Regions from separate parts of the Sus scrofa genome. Here region 2 is linked to region 1. Evidence: chromatin contacts called from public Hi-C data. All regions are on one chromosome and are shown on one strand. The core of a region is the stretch at or near the end of the contact, and the rest is flanking DNA. Distances in the headings are between cores, read along the strand shown. Region 1 holds the start of NUDT6 (nucleoside diphosphate-linked moiety X motif 6). Region 2 has its middle 31 kb from the start of IL21.

Region 1 (7,202 bases), core at 1,665-4,164:
CCTGAAACTAACAAAATATTGTTCATCAACTATATTCCAATTTAAAAAAAATGTAGTCCACAAACTATTTGTTACTGTTCATGATGAGGTAAGAACAAAAAAATGATATGCATTTAGAAGCTTTTATCGCATTTTGACAAAGTAATTCTACATATGTTGAATCTAATAAAAATCTCTAACTTATCTGCCAGTAATTTACTTCTATTTTATTTTACAACAGTGTTACTGTGCCACGTCATTAATTTCAAAATCTTTCCTACAGAGTTTGAAACGCATTGGTCTAGAAGACAATTGAATCGACTCAGAAACAATATAAATTACACATACAAATCTGGAAAATAAGGGTATAAATGGGAAACTCTGGGAAGTGGATGAACTTGCTGAAGAAAGTTCATATAGAGAAAAAGAGGGTTTAGGACTAAGGATTAAGAAGCTTCTACTTTGGACAGTTAGGTAGATAAGGGTGAGCCTGCAAAACAAACTGATTAAGTACCAACCAAAGAAGGGGAAAACTCTGGGAAAGTGATGATACATAAGTCAAGAAGAAAACTGTTTAAAGAAGGTAGAAATGGCTGACAGACAATACCAAAAGCTGCTGAGGGGTCAAATAATGAAATACCATCCATTGGATTTATCCACATGGAGATAATCAGCCACCAGGGCAGGTGCCATTTTGATGGAATAATAGGGTGGATGTCAAATAGGAAGAGGCTGAGGAGTGAGAGAAGAGCAGCAGCTGTGGCTCCGACTGGACCCCCTAGCCTGGGAACCTCCATATGCCCAGAGTTCGGCCATAAAAAGCAAAAAAAAAAAGAAAGAAAGAAAAAGAGATTGTGCAAGACAGCAAGACCCAACTAGTTGCCCTCTGATCCCCAAAAGAGACTGAAAACGCAATGTTAACTTGAAGATAGTCTTTAGGGTCTGCAATAGAGAAATAAAAATCTTGCCGCTAGGTTAATCTGAACCATTTTTAAAAACCACAAAACATCAAGACTGTTAGAAGCTTTACCAACTAAATGCGTTTCGGTTAAATCCGTTCTCTCAAGTCAAGGTTGCCCTGATCTAAAGCAATGGCTTTAGAGTCAAATACTTCTGGCCTCAAATAAACCTTTGTTATTTATTTAGTAGGCTGTGTAACCTGGGGCGGTCACGTTAACTTTTCTTCCTCTGTAAAATGGGCAGAACACAATACCATCTCCCAAGCTCTGAGAAGAGTAAATGAGACACGTAAGTGAAATGCGCAACCTACTGCTAACGCCAGTGTACAATTAACAGCTGTTATTAAATACCAGAACTGGTGTAACAGGGGAAAAGCCACTTATCAATCTTAAAGGCACATCGACCTCTCTCTCAAGAAGGACGGGTCCACATGGTCACCGAACTGGGTGATTGTATACAAAGCTCGCTTGATATGAGCGATTTTACACTTACATATGCCGTTAATCTTAAACAAGCCTAGGCTGTTTCAAGTGAAACTTAGAAATTCAAAAAATGCAGCTTGACTTGCCATGGTTAAGTCATTTCTGCCTCACGTTTCCAATGCAGGCGCAGCTTCAGGTGTTTTAGGACTTCTGTGCCGCGCTCATATCGCTGCCTCGACCAACTTTTTAAAAACCTCTTCCCCTCAAGGTAGAACCGCTAGGTTTTCGTCCTCTCAGGCAGCACCCCCTCGGCCTCGGACCTCCCTCTCAGAACTCTTTACCCTTTTCTAGGAAGTTGATCACCACCAAAGTCCCGGCCGCCACGGCTGAAGCTGTGGCCCCCTCAGGAAAGGAAGCAGCGGAGGCCGAGGGCGAACTATTCTCGGTGCTTTGGTTCAGGCGTTTTCTGTTCTTCTTGGAAGACATGATCTCAAGGCTGCCTGAGAGAAGCAGCGGTGAAGCCGGCTCAACGTGCGCGCTTCACTGAGAGAAAAACTTCCGGGGCAGAAGCCAGCGAGGCTCTGTTCCGCGCCGTAATCCCCGGAGTGGAGCGCAGGAGGAGCGGGAGAACCGAGGATCCTTCGTTGAAGAGGTTCTGACTTCTGCCAAGGAGTAGGTGGACAGAACTGTCCTTTAGATTGTAAATTCCTGAAAAACAGGAATTTTTCTTATCTCCACCGCATTTTCCATCCCTGAACAAACGTCCCTTTAATATTAAAATGGGTGGGGGTAACTCCGGGAGGGTGGAAAGCTGTGGGAGTTTCTCCCCGCTTGGCGGGAGCCAGGCAAACTTCTGAGAGGAGTCAGTCAACAGGACTGCCGTTTCCTCTACCTAGAGCTGCAAAGCGGTAATGCCTGCTCAACCCTGAGATAGGGTGGGTGGTACTCTTCTAAAACTTACGGTAGCATTCTTCGTTCTAAGGCAAACCCGCTGGGTAATTTGGAAGCTGAGGCTTGAGGCCACGAGAGCCTGCGTGGAAATGCCGCCGCTGCGGAGCGGCCGCTGCTGGTTCACTGGGCTGGCTCGGGTGCGCCACGCAATGCTTTATGCAGGGCTCCGTGGGGCCTCGAGTTTCCTGGGTTGCTCTCGGGACCCCCCTTCCGTAGCTGGCGAGCTGAGGGGTGAGCTGGACAGATTCGGGGGCGTCTCGGTGAAACTAGACGCTCTGGACCGCCTGGACACCGTCGCCTTCCAGAGAGCTTTGCAGGGCAAGTGCGCTTGGATCAAGGCTCCCCGGGCTCCCGACCTTTCTAACCAAGTAACTGGGGTTCCCACTCCCGAGTCGCTCTGGAGGGAAGGAGAGAGGGCGTGTGTGACCCGCACCCGTTTTCTGCCTTTCGTTCTCGTGCCCTTGGCTGGGAGGTTTCCGAGGCTGTTGGGGAAATGGTGACGAGCTCAAACTTTAGGTCTGCAGCCCTACTTTCTGGTCCTCTTTCTAGTGTGTGATCTTGGGCAAGTTTTGTAAATCACCTTTTTTTCATCTGTAAAACCAGGTAACAGGAACTCATGGGATTGTTAAGGGGTAAGTTGGACAATGCTTATTAAGTGCTTAGCGTTATAGCTGCCGCGTACTTACTGCTCCGCGTTTGTTAATATTATTTCATAATTATTTACTGCCGTTTACTGAGACTTGGTTCTGCCCGGCACTTTGCCCAAGGCAAAACAAACAAAAAAACACCCTATCGCGTTTTCTGATACAGGTGGTGGACCGTAAGTGGGCCGAAGAGGCTCCGAGTGGTCGTATTTGTTCACAAGTGGGATCAGGAGCTCTGGTGCCCAGAACTAGAGAGTTTCTTCTACTTAGAAAGCAACACTCCCTTTATAATTAGCGGGGGAGATTGGTGAATGGTTTCAGTCTTCAGGAACAAAGCTCACCATTCTCTTTATTCTCTTTGAACCTTGAATTCAATGATTAAAAAAAAGAAAGCTTGTGAAGAGGAACCTTCACTTTGAGAGCCCTCGATTTGGTGGAGCAACCTGTTTTTCAAACTGCCCTTGAGGGTCTTCATAATCAAATTGAAAGCAGAGAAAGGATATTTAGCCATGGAAAAATATCCTCTCACACTAAGAGGAAACTTCAAATAATCTTTATTCTGTGCAGCATATGGCAAGTGAGCATCTATGGTAATAGAGTAGAGCTAGTTAATCTTTAAGCATCCTCATTTCCAAGCTACTTATCTCTTCACCTGTTTTCTCTCCTACTTGGGACAGTTGCTAACTCCAGCAGATCAAATCGGTGTTCATCCTCTAATGTGTGTCATATGTGTGGGTAGACACAGGTGTTTATTGCACACACTTGTTACTCGTAAGTGGCCAAACAAGTGATCAAAGCACTATCTCAGGAAGGTAAAGCAGAAAGTGGGTTGGGTTTGGAGTCCCACACCCAAGTTTCAAGTCCCAGATTCTGCCACACAGCTAGCCAGCCATTAGGCAAATCACCACTGAAAATATTTTTATCTTAGGTTGCTTATGTGAATAATGCTAGCTCTAATTACTTTACTGGATAGATGTGATCAGAGATAAATTACATGAAACTAATTTATAAACTTTGAAGTACCATATGCTTTTTGTAACTTTTTAATGCAATTGCACTAAGTGCTAGACACTTTTTAAAACTTCATGAATACAGATTCATTTAATTCTCATAACAACTTGTGTGGTATGTACTATTATCCTCATTTCAGGGATGATGGTACTGAGACAGATTAACTTCCCTGGCTCTAGAATGTGTTCTTACAGCACCGTTAAGTGCCATTGCTAGTTGTCATTGAGTCAAACAAAACCTAATCATATTGCCTATAAAAATAAACTAAAATAACCTGAGAAGAAAGCCCATTAAATCCAAATCTATTCGAGTAAATTGGACTGATTGTATATAATGTATTAGCAAGAGTTAAGTACCTTTACACATGAAGTCTGTTGCTTTATTGTTCCTGTTATTGATAACTGTAAAGTTAGATGAATGAACAGGTAATATGTTGTTGAGCTTCATATATATCTGCATAAGTGAGGAAATAACCTTGGTTCTACTTGCTATGTCACTCATTAGCTGTGTGGCTTTAAACAAACCCAGTCATTAATAAATATGAATTGAGCCCCAGTGTGTAATCTTATGTTAACCTTCAGGATTGCAAATACACAAAATATTAATTAGGATTAGAAATAGATAACAAGAGATATCATTAGGCAATGTATAATAAGCTCTAGTAAATCTAGAGCAGAATCCTTAGGTTCTCTGTGGAGAGCATGTAAGGAAAGCTTATCAAAGAAGTGAGGGATAGAGAAGGAAAAAGTATTAGAAGTTTATCAGAGAAAGAAAATGAATTAAAAGAATGATTCTGAGACTTGAAGCATTGGTGCCAGAAATATGCCTATAAATAAAATGAGGTTGGGGTGGAGTGTGTAGGAGTCAGTCTTGAACATAGGCATGAAGTTTGCAATGGCAGCCTTCAAGAAATGTCTGAGGGCAGCTGGAGAGCAGAAAAATCAGTGTTCAGTGAAGTCAGGATTGGGCAAACATCCTTGAATAGTTGTTAACTGAAGAAGTGGGAGTGGATGGAGTCAATCAGTGTAAAGTTAAAAAACAGTAAAAAAGTGACTGTAGGTTCAGAACTTCAGGTTTTTTGATTGTCATGATTGGGAAGGAGGACATAGCAACTCTCTGGAATAATAGAGATACTCTGTAATCATGAGTGTGGGTCGCAGAGGTGTATGCATATGTCAAAACTCATCAGATGTTCGCTTAAGACTTGTCCATTTCACTTTATGTAATTCTATGTCAATTTTAAAACAGATTTGATCAGAGAAAGATCCAGGTGAGAAGGATCTGAGGAGATGCCATAGGCCCAAATTAAGAAGTCTGTTAAATTAAGCTCCCAACTTGTCTGTCACTGTGTTAGGCACACCGACTTGTCAGGTAGAGAAACATGGTCCTTAACGGGGAAGGTGCTTACTGCAGAGGATGTAAAAGACAAGAGAAAGGAATCTAATAAGTAAATAATCAAATCTTTCCCCATCTCTCTACACATACTTTTTAGGGTTATTGTTAAGATTAAGTGAGATGGTAGATAGAGACAGTGGTCTGACAAGTTTTTCTAAAACTGTGAAGTATTCATTTCTTCACCTATAAATTAGATGATAATACTTGCCCTTTTTTATTGTGATAATTTAATGAACTAGTGTATCTAAAATGCCTGGAATTTAGTAAGGGTCAGATAAATACTGGCATCCTTTTTCCCTGGCTCAATCTTAATTGACAGAGTAAGAGAATTTAAAGTCAAAGACAGAAAGTCTGCTTCATGTTCATCATGGTATTATTTATGATAAATAAAAATTAGGAACAGTCTAAATATCCAAGGGTAGGAGGTTGGTTAAATTATGGTATATCTATATAAGGAATATTATGCAGTCATTAAAAATGTTCATTAAGAATTTTAATGACAGCAAAATGTTTACAATATAATATGTAAATTAAATACAATATGATTTATTTGGACTTATTTCAATTCCAAAATTATATTTATGGAAAAACATCAAAATTTTAAATTTTATTACTGTGTCCTAATGTGAAATTTTGATTTACTCATTATACTTTACTTTCAAAATTTTCTTGAACTACCATACATTGTTTAAAAACAAAGGTATATTTTTAACCATCTTGAAATATATAAAAGAAAATAAATGTGTATGCATACACACACGCATGCATATATGTGAATGACAGGACTTTTAAAAGAAAAATAAAGAGACGCACATAAGTCATTTGTAAAGATTAAAACTAAGATTATTAAAAGGAACAGCATTGAACTGGTATTTTATTTAAATCCGTTTGTTCATTCTACAGTTAGTACCAATTATGTGCCAAGTATTGTGTCAGATGATGTGAATATGAAGATCATCAGTATATTAACTTTATTTTCAAGGAATTCAGTCTGGTGGAGAAACAAATGAACAAAATACTAAATATTATAAAACATGGGGGATATCCCCAGCCCCAAAAGAGTTAATTAATAAGGGAAATGGAGCTTAAAGATGGCTTCCTAGAGGAGGAAGATAAGTCTTAATCTCCTCTCACTGGAAAATATTTACAGATGTTTATCTTCTGTGTTTTAGCTGCAATACAGAAATGGAGATCGGAAGGTAGGGTAGCGGTATGGCTGCACATTCCCATCTTCCAAAGCCGATTTATTGCCCCTGCCGCTTCCCTGGGCTTCTGCTTTCACCACGCAGAATCAGATTCATCTACCCTGACCCTGTGGCTGGGAAAAGGGCCCAGCAGGTTACCAGGATATGCTACACATCAAGTGGGAGTTGCAGGTCAGTTCAAACTAATGATAAACAGAAATAACTTAGAGATTCACCCAATTTCTTTTTACAGCTGAGTGATGTTACATAGAATGAACAATTTGATTAAATTATTCTTCTCCTGGGAACTCTAACACAGTATTTTTTGCTTGTTTGTTTGTTTGTTTGCCTTTTTCTAGGGCTGCTCCTGTGGCATATGGAGATTCCTAGGCTAGGGGTCGAATCGGAGCTGCAGCCGCTGGCCTACGCCAGAGCCACAGCAACCGAAGGATCCGAGGCACGTCTGCGACCTATACCACAGCTCACAGCAACGCCGGATCCTTAACCCACTGAGCAAGGCCAGGGATCGAACGTGCGTCCACATGGTTTCTAGTCGGATTCGTTAACCACTGAGCCCCGACGGGAACTCCTAACACAGTATTTTCAAATAGATGAAGTTTGCATTATGAGTCAGCAGAGGGAATCACAGAGAACAA
Region 2 (7,202 bases), core at 3,041-5,540, 320 kb after region 1:
AGATGTCTAGATTGACACTGCCTGAACCAGAAGCTGCATTCCTTTCTCATCTAGTCCAGGGTGACTTGAACCATCCCTCCCAAAGACTAAAATATTTTCTTCTCCAGGTCCCTGGGGATAGCCACTGGTTGGATCCAGAAGGCAAGGGTCAAATATTTCTGACATCATATATGTAACTGAACAAGACCCTATGGGCCCTTCCAGGGTCAGGACCCTCCCCACCCCTGGGCTCATGTCCTCTGCCTGCCTCTGGTTTGTAGAAAAATTTACTTCTCCAAATTCCAAAGAGTGAATTTAATCAGAGAAGAAAAAACGCAGAAACAAAGGAAAACAGTGAAGCAAGACAAATTATAGTTTAGCCATTAATCAAAATCAAGGACTTTAGTTCCCTTTCTAAGGCTATAGATAATATTCTGAGCCATGTCTTTTGTGCTATTTTGCAGATACTGGAACCTCCACCAGGTGGAAGAAGTTAACTGTATGCCGCTCATTTGCACAGAGACCCCAGACAGATGGGTTGGAATCAGAGGGTTGATAATGTTACCTCACCACCAACCAATTAGAAGTGTGTCACAAGCTGATCATGGACCTTACAACCTCCCTCCCATTCCCTGTGTTTCTAAACCTTTCCCTGAAAGTCATCAGGGAGTTAGAGGTTTTTTTAGCATTACCTGCCTAGACTCCCTGCCTGGTACCTGCAATAAATGCTGCACTTCCCTTTACCACAACTCAATGTAGTAGATTGGCTTTATTGCACACTGGCAGGCACACTGAGTTTGGTTCAGTAACACATAGAAATTATAAATGATGCTGGCTGAAGACAATGAAAAGAAATCAATTCAAATGGTCACCATCCCTTTGGTCACGATGGCATGAAACACGAGTACCTATGAGACCTTCTCTCACTCAGCTTTTCAGGTTAAAATCATGAGGGCCAGTTATAGAGCCATGCATCATACTCTGCTCATCCAGCAGCCTTGGAGATGCACATTAGATCCACCCAAAGACTGCTCTTTCCACATTCCACACTGGTATATTGTTAACAGGGACAATAAAAGCTGTAATTGCTAGGTAGAGACTTTGTTTGTTTTGAAGGAGATCAGACTGTGCCACCCCAAAATAGGCCACTGTAGGAGAGGAAAAAAAATGTGCTTTTCCCTCTCCTTCACAGGTTTACTGGCTAGGACCCTGTAAATTAGAATGACAAAAGACAGCCTGACAAGAGAAAAGAATATTGTATAAACTTATGTAACATAATTTTTACGTAACATGGGAGCCTTTGTAAGGAAATGAAGATCCGAAGAAGTAGTTAAGCCTGATCATTTTTATACTAGGTTTGATGAAGTGGGAAGTCATGGGAAAATGTGGGACAAAAGAAAAAAAAAAAAAGCTAAGGGTAGGAACCTGGGGGAAACTTAGCAAGGCCTGCTGATTTGGATTCCTCTTGGCATGCCTGTCTTCAGTGATAAGGATATTCCTCTTCTCCAAATAGAGGGAGGGTGGCTTACCTGAGGGTCTCAAAACCTGCTTTAGGGGAGACAAGAGAGGTAAAAGAGTCCTTCCTGCACCTGCCATTTTCTCAAATTCCTTTATCTTGTGTCAAGGTGCCATATTCTGAGGTAGTATGTCCTGAACTCATTATCCATTTTGGCAAAAACATTATTTTGAACAGAAGACAGTTGAGATTCAACAGCTGTAGAAGGAAGCTATCCCAGATCTCCCCTTATTGGACTGAAAGCAGAAACTCCTAAGAAATAAAGACTGCCATAAATCTTCTATCCCAGAGAACTTTTATGGCCCTGAAGAAGGTGGAACATTGGTATTGAAATGCACCTGCATGAATAAACTTTGCTATGATAGTACTTATCTCTTAATACTGCCCCCTTATATTTATCTTCCCAGAATTTTTCATACTTGAAAGCCCCAAACCCTTTTCCTTTGACTTGCCACAATCCATAATTTACTATTCTTTATTAAAATTGGTATATAAGCTCTCAGGACTATCCACTTATTTGGGTCCTCACTTCTTTTCTAGGAAGATCTCTATGTGTCATAAAAAATTAATATACGATAAAATTTGCTTGCCTTTTATTCTGTAAATCTGTCTCTTGTCAGTCTAATTTGCAAGGCTCTAGTTTCCCTCCCGAAGTATGTTTGTTTATGTTACTTCACTATTTATTTTGTTCATTATGTTCATTGTTCATCTATGTTCACTGATTATTAACAGTTTGCTCTATCCATTCGTCCCTCTATCCATTATCCATGTTCATCCATCCTTTAGCCAAGTATTTATTTTACTGAATCATGTGAGAGTTACTTGTAGATATCATAATGCTTCTTCTCTAAACAGCCCATCAGACTCTCCAAAACCTGGGGAGTTCCTGTCGTAGCTCAGTGGTTAACCAATCTGACTAGGAACCATGAAGTTCGATCCCTGACCTTGCTCAGTGGGCTAAGGATCCGGCATTGCGTGAGCTGTGGTGTAGGTTGCACATGCGGCTCAGATCCCGAGTTGCCGTGGCTGTGGTGTAGGCTGGCAGCTGTTGCTCCGATTAGACCCTAGCCTGGGAACCTCCATATGCTGTAGAAGTGGCCCTAGAAATGGCAAAAAGACAAAAAAAAAAAAAAAAAAAACTCTCCAAAACAAAAGGCTTTTTCCTATACAAATATGATTATCAAACTTAAAAACTTAAAAAACTCAACTAATACTGTTATTTAATATCATGCTACTCAAAGTGTGGTTCAAGGTCCAGCAGCATCTGATTTCACCTCTAGGAACTCTCATACAGTGTGTGCATTGGGAAAGGGGGAATTTGTGTTTTAACAAAACCTCAAAGTGATTCTGATTCCTGATAAAATTTGAGAGCCAAGGGTCTAGACTTAAAGAGACTGAAGGGACTTGACAACCGAATGCAATGTGTGATACTTGACTACATTTAAATTTGGGGTGGAGATAGGGTGGGGGACGGCTAGAATGGGCCGTTACTGGGATGGGATGAGTGGGGAAATTTGAATGTGATCAGATTCCCTCAAAATTAAATGTGCACAGAAATTACCCAGGGACTCTGTTAAAATGTGGATTCTGAGTCTAGGGTGGATCTAAGAATCTGCATTTCCAATAGGCTGTAGGTGATGCTGATACTGTTGGCCTTGGGACCACATTTAGAGAGCCAATATAGGATAATTCTCCAATCTTTTGCTTTAAAAAAAATTAAACTGATGTTTTTGAAGAGCCCTAGCCAAGTGTATTGCAAAATATCTCAATTTCAATGTACCTAGTTGTTTCCTCACTGTTAGATTCAGATTAATGTTTTGGCAAGAATACAATAATAGATGATGCTCAGCTCTTCTCAGAATAGCACGCTGGAAGACACGTGATTTTATTACTCTTTAATGCACTCGCAGCTTCAACTCCCAGCCTTTTGCCCTCTACCCATCCCACCCACCTTCCCAGCAGGGATGGTGTCAAAAGCAGTCCAAGGAGATCTTAACTTGCACTCACACTCTTCCTGGTGGTGTTGACAGGAGCAAATGTGCAGAACTAATTGGAAAGTTGAAAACCTGTTGAGACAACTTCCTCCATCTGTCTCCCTAACTCAAACTCCAGTGAAACAAAACAGTACGGCCATGGTTGTGAAAGTCTCTCTGTACTAAAGATGAATCACTAATTTGCCTCACAAATGAAAAGGAGACCGATTCAGGCAAGGTCTGTTGCCAAAAATACCCTATGAAGGATGTTACACTAAAATAACAGAAAGTAAGCAGAAGCCAACAGAAAAACACAGAGGGTGTTATGACAGACCTACAGAAATCCCTTTGAAGATAAATATAGGTAATAGAGTTTGAACCTTCTTTGGAAAATAGCAATCAGCTCAGTGAGCATCTTTCCTTTACTCTCAAAGGGAATCTCAAAATAGAGTAAGACTTTTTTGGTACAAAGATACATATTTCATAAAAACTTATGGAATGCACTGATTGAAGACAAAAAATAAGAATGCACGATTTTTGTGAGGAATAATGAATAAGAATGAATGAGGCATTAGTTAAATCTGACTGATCAGAAAACACTTTAATACTTGATACTTTAAAGGTAAACAAAGAAACAAGGTGAGTAGTTCTTGAGAATAGTCAAGACAGTCATAAAACTCCTCATCCGTGGGAGTTGCAGCACTCAAGTTCTATCCTTGGAACGTAACTATTTTTGAGAAGGAAAACATAAGAACTTTAAAATAAACCTGCCCACCTAGGCTGGTCAGCCCACCCCACCAATACTCTGTGATTTCCGCTGAAGGCCAGGGTGTGGGCCGTGGCTATGGCCCCACTCTCTGAGCTGGGAGGCAGTTGGTCCAACCAGAAGAGTCTGCCAAACCCAGATGGCTGGGAAAGTCAGTTTTTCCCAAAGCTGGGGACACTCTGGATCCCACTTCCACAGTCTGAGAATCTAAATATGGTGAAGTTTCCAGACACAGACACAGGTGAAATACTTGGTCATTCTATTCCAGAAAAAGCAAGGATAATGCAAGGAGAGTTTTCACCCACAACCCTCAACCTTGGAGTTCCTGCTGTGGCTAGTATCATGAGATGCAAGTTCGATCCCTGGCCTCACTCAGTGGGTTAAGGATCTGGTGTTGCCGTGAGCTGTGGTGTAGGCTACAGTTCCAATCTGACCCCTAGCCTGGGAACTCCCATATGCCGTGGGTGCAGCCTTAAAAAAACCCCAAAAAACAAAACAAAACAACCCCCAATCTTATCTTTTAGGTCAGATGCCTTGTTAGTAACTAAGGGCAGTTATAATTATAATAGAAAGCTTTAAATGCAGGTAAAAGGAGAGGGGTGTATTCCACTAAATGTAGGAGACGTTTATAAAAGTTGCCAAAGAACAAGAGGCAGATGATCTCATCTCTCTAGTTCCATCTCTCCTCCCCCTCCTGCCCCCCAGACATTCTGTATTGCAGTCATTCAGAACCATCCTGGGGCTTCAAACTCACCACACACCCTTGCTTCCAGGTCTCTGTCCCTGCCCTTCCCATCACAGGCTAGTTCCAATCAGATTAAACAGTCTCTTCCTTGGGAAGCCTCCTTGACCCCCATGCTCTCAGTACTGCCCCCCCCCACAGCACTCTGCGCTTACCGTCACAGGTATATCTGTCTCTTCCTCTAAACCATAAGCTCTTGAAGGCAGAAACCCTGTTTTGTTCCACTTTGAAATTTCAGCATCTAGTCCAGCGCCTGGAGCATGGTATTAATCATGATAGAGATGAACTTATCACACTCAGGCACTACTCTAACTACGTCACACTGATTCACTCATTTAATGTTTACGACAACATTATGAGGTAAGTGCTGTTATTATCCCCATTTTACAGAAAACACAGGAACAAGGGATTTAAGGGAACAGTCCATGGCCTCATAGTTGGTAATCAGTGGAGCACAGATTTACACCTGGCCAATTTGGTTCTACAGATCATAACCCTCAATTAAACTATGTCACGCTTCATGAAAAGATGCTCAACACCACTAATTATTAGAGAAATGCTACAACGAGGTACCATCTCACACTGATCAAAATGGCCATCATTAAAGGTAAATCATTAAATGTAAGTTGGTCTACCTACTATGGAAAAATAGTAGGGAGGTTCTTCAAAAGACTAGAGTTACCACATGATCCAGCAATCCCACTACTGGGCATATACCCAGACAAAACTTTCATTCAAAAAGATAAATGTACCCCTATGTTCACAGCAGCACTATCAACAATAGTCAAGACATAGAAGCAACCTAAATGTTCAGTGACAGACAAATGGATAAAGAAGATGTGGTATATGTATGTGTAATGGAATATTTGCCATAAAAAAGAATGACATAATGCCATTTGTAGCAACATGGATGGACCAAGCGATTACTGTACTAAGTGAAGTAACTCAGAAAGACAAATGGCATATGATATAACTTACATATGGTATCTAAAATATGACACAAAGGAACTTACCTACAAAATAGAAACAGACTCATAGACATAGAGAACAGACTTGTGGTTGCCAAGGAGAGGAGGCAGGGGGAGGGATGGGTTGGGAGTTTGGTTCAGCAGGTACACACTATTATATACGGAATGAATAAACAACAGAGTCCTACCACACAGCACAGGGAACTATATTCAAAATCCTATGATTAAACCATAACGGAAAAGAATATGAAAAGAATGTGTTTTATATATATATATTTTTTTGAATCACTTTGTTATACTGCAGAAATTAACACAACATTGTAAATCAATTATACTTCGATACAATAAACAAACAAAAACAATGTTGCTCTTAACAAATACTAGATGGAAGAATGAATGAATAGAGGTGCTATATGCAAGGATGGATGGGTGGATGAGTGTGCATGTGTATAGCCAGTTAAAGAAGGCTAGGACAGGAGTTCCCATTGAGGCTCTGCAGGTTACAAACCTAACCAGTAACTATAAGGATGCAGATTCAATCCCTGGCCTCGCTCAGTGCTTTAAGGATCTGGTGTTGCCGTGAGCTGTGCAGACGTGGCTTGGATCTGGTGTTGCTGTGGCTGTGGCTGTGGCCAACAGCTCTAGCTCCCCTATCCTGGGAACTTCCCATATGCCATGGATGTTGCCCTAAAAGCAAAACGAAAACAAAAGCAAAAACAAAAAAAAAAAAAAAGAAAGAAAGAAAAGAAAAATGGCTAAAACATGAGAAAAATGCACCCACTCTAGGCCTCTGGTAAGGAAGACAAATTAAGTGCAAATTTGGGGGGCGCAAACTAATTTACACTAATGCAGGGATCTATATCTTGGTGAACACACAAATGTACAAAAGCAGACACTAAAGAATCCATGGAAATAATATGGGTTTTGGAATCAGAGAACTGAATTTGAGTTATGTCCATGCCAAGTTGGGGCCAGTTACTTTGTCTACTAATACCCAGTTCATCAGTGGAGGATATCTGTGTATCTGACAGAATGCCTGGAATTTAGGGACCTTACAATAAACTGTGGTCCCTTCCTGCTCAGGAGAGATGTCATCATGTGGATTTGATTTATCACATGCAGGAAAAGGCTGAGAAAAGGACTGGAGTAGCTTGCTCACTGGAGCAAAGGGAGGCAGGACTTGTCTGAATCCTTAGCCATCTTCCTGGGACCGGGCTTTGGACTCAGAGCTTTCTTTATGCTGCCAATTCCTTAAATT

Evidence for each region. A called contact is a pair of places that touch in the nucleus more often than the background predicts.
Region 2: a Hi-C map of omental adipose tissue shows a contact between it and region 1, with 1.6 times the contacts expected there. The contact joins the enhancer-like site here to the promoter of NUDT6 in region 1. A contact is called at or near these places in 4 of 47 Hi-C or Micro-C datasets (alveolar macrophages, embryonic fibroblasts, omental adipose tissue and 1 more).

What each region holds. Positions count from the first base shown.
Region 1 is chr8:101,239,253-101,246,454 of Sscrofa11.1, forward strand. It overlaps NUDT6 (nucleoside diphosphate-linked moiety X motif 6), which reads left to right and starts at 2,915. Exons shown (of 8, transcript XR_002346434.1): 1 at 2,915-2,944; 2 at 6,535-6,738. It overlaps SPATA5 (spermatogenesis associated 5), which reads right to left and starts at 1,847. Exons shown (of 17, transcript NM_001177913.1): 1 at 1,703-1,847. The coding sequence starts at 1,847.
Region 2 is chr8:101,559,966-101,567,167 of Sscrofa11.1, forward strand. No RefSeq gene overlaps it. Among named protein-coding and RNA genes, the nearest start is that of IL21, 31 kb to the left of the region's middle. Within about 2 kb of position 4,291, at least 1 of the 83 cell types and tissues checked has an H3K27ac peak or open chromatin away from gene starts, as enhancers often do. A contact at or near this core is called in omental adipose tissue, where this site is marked.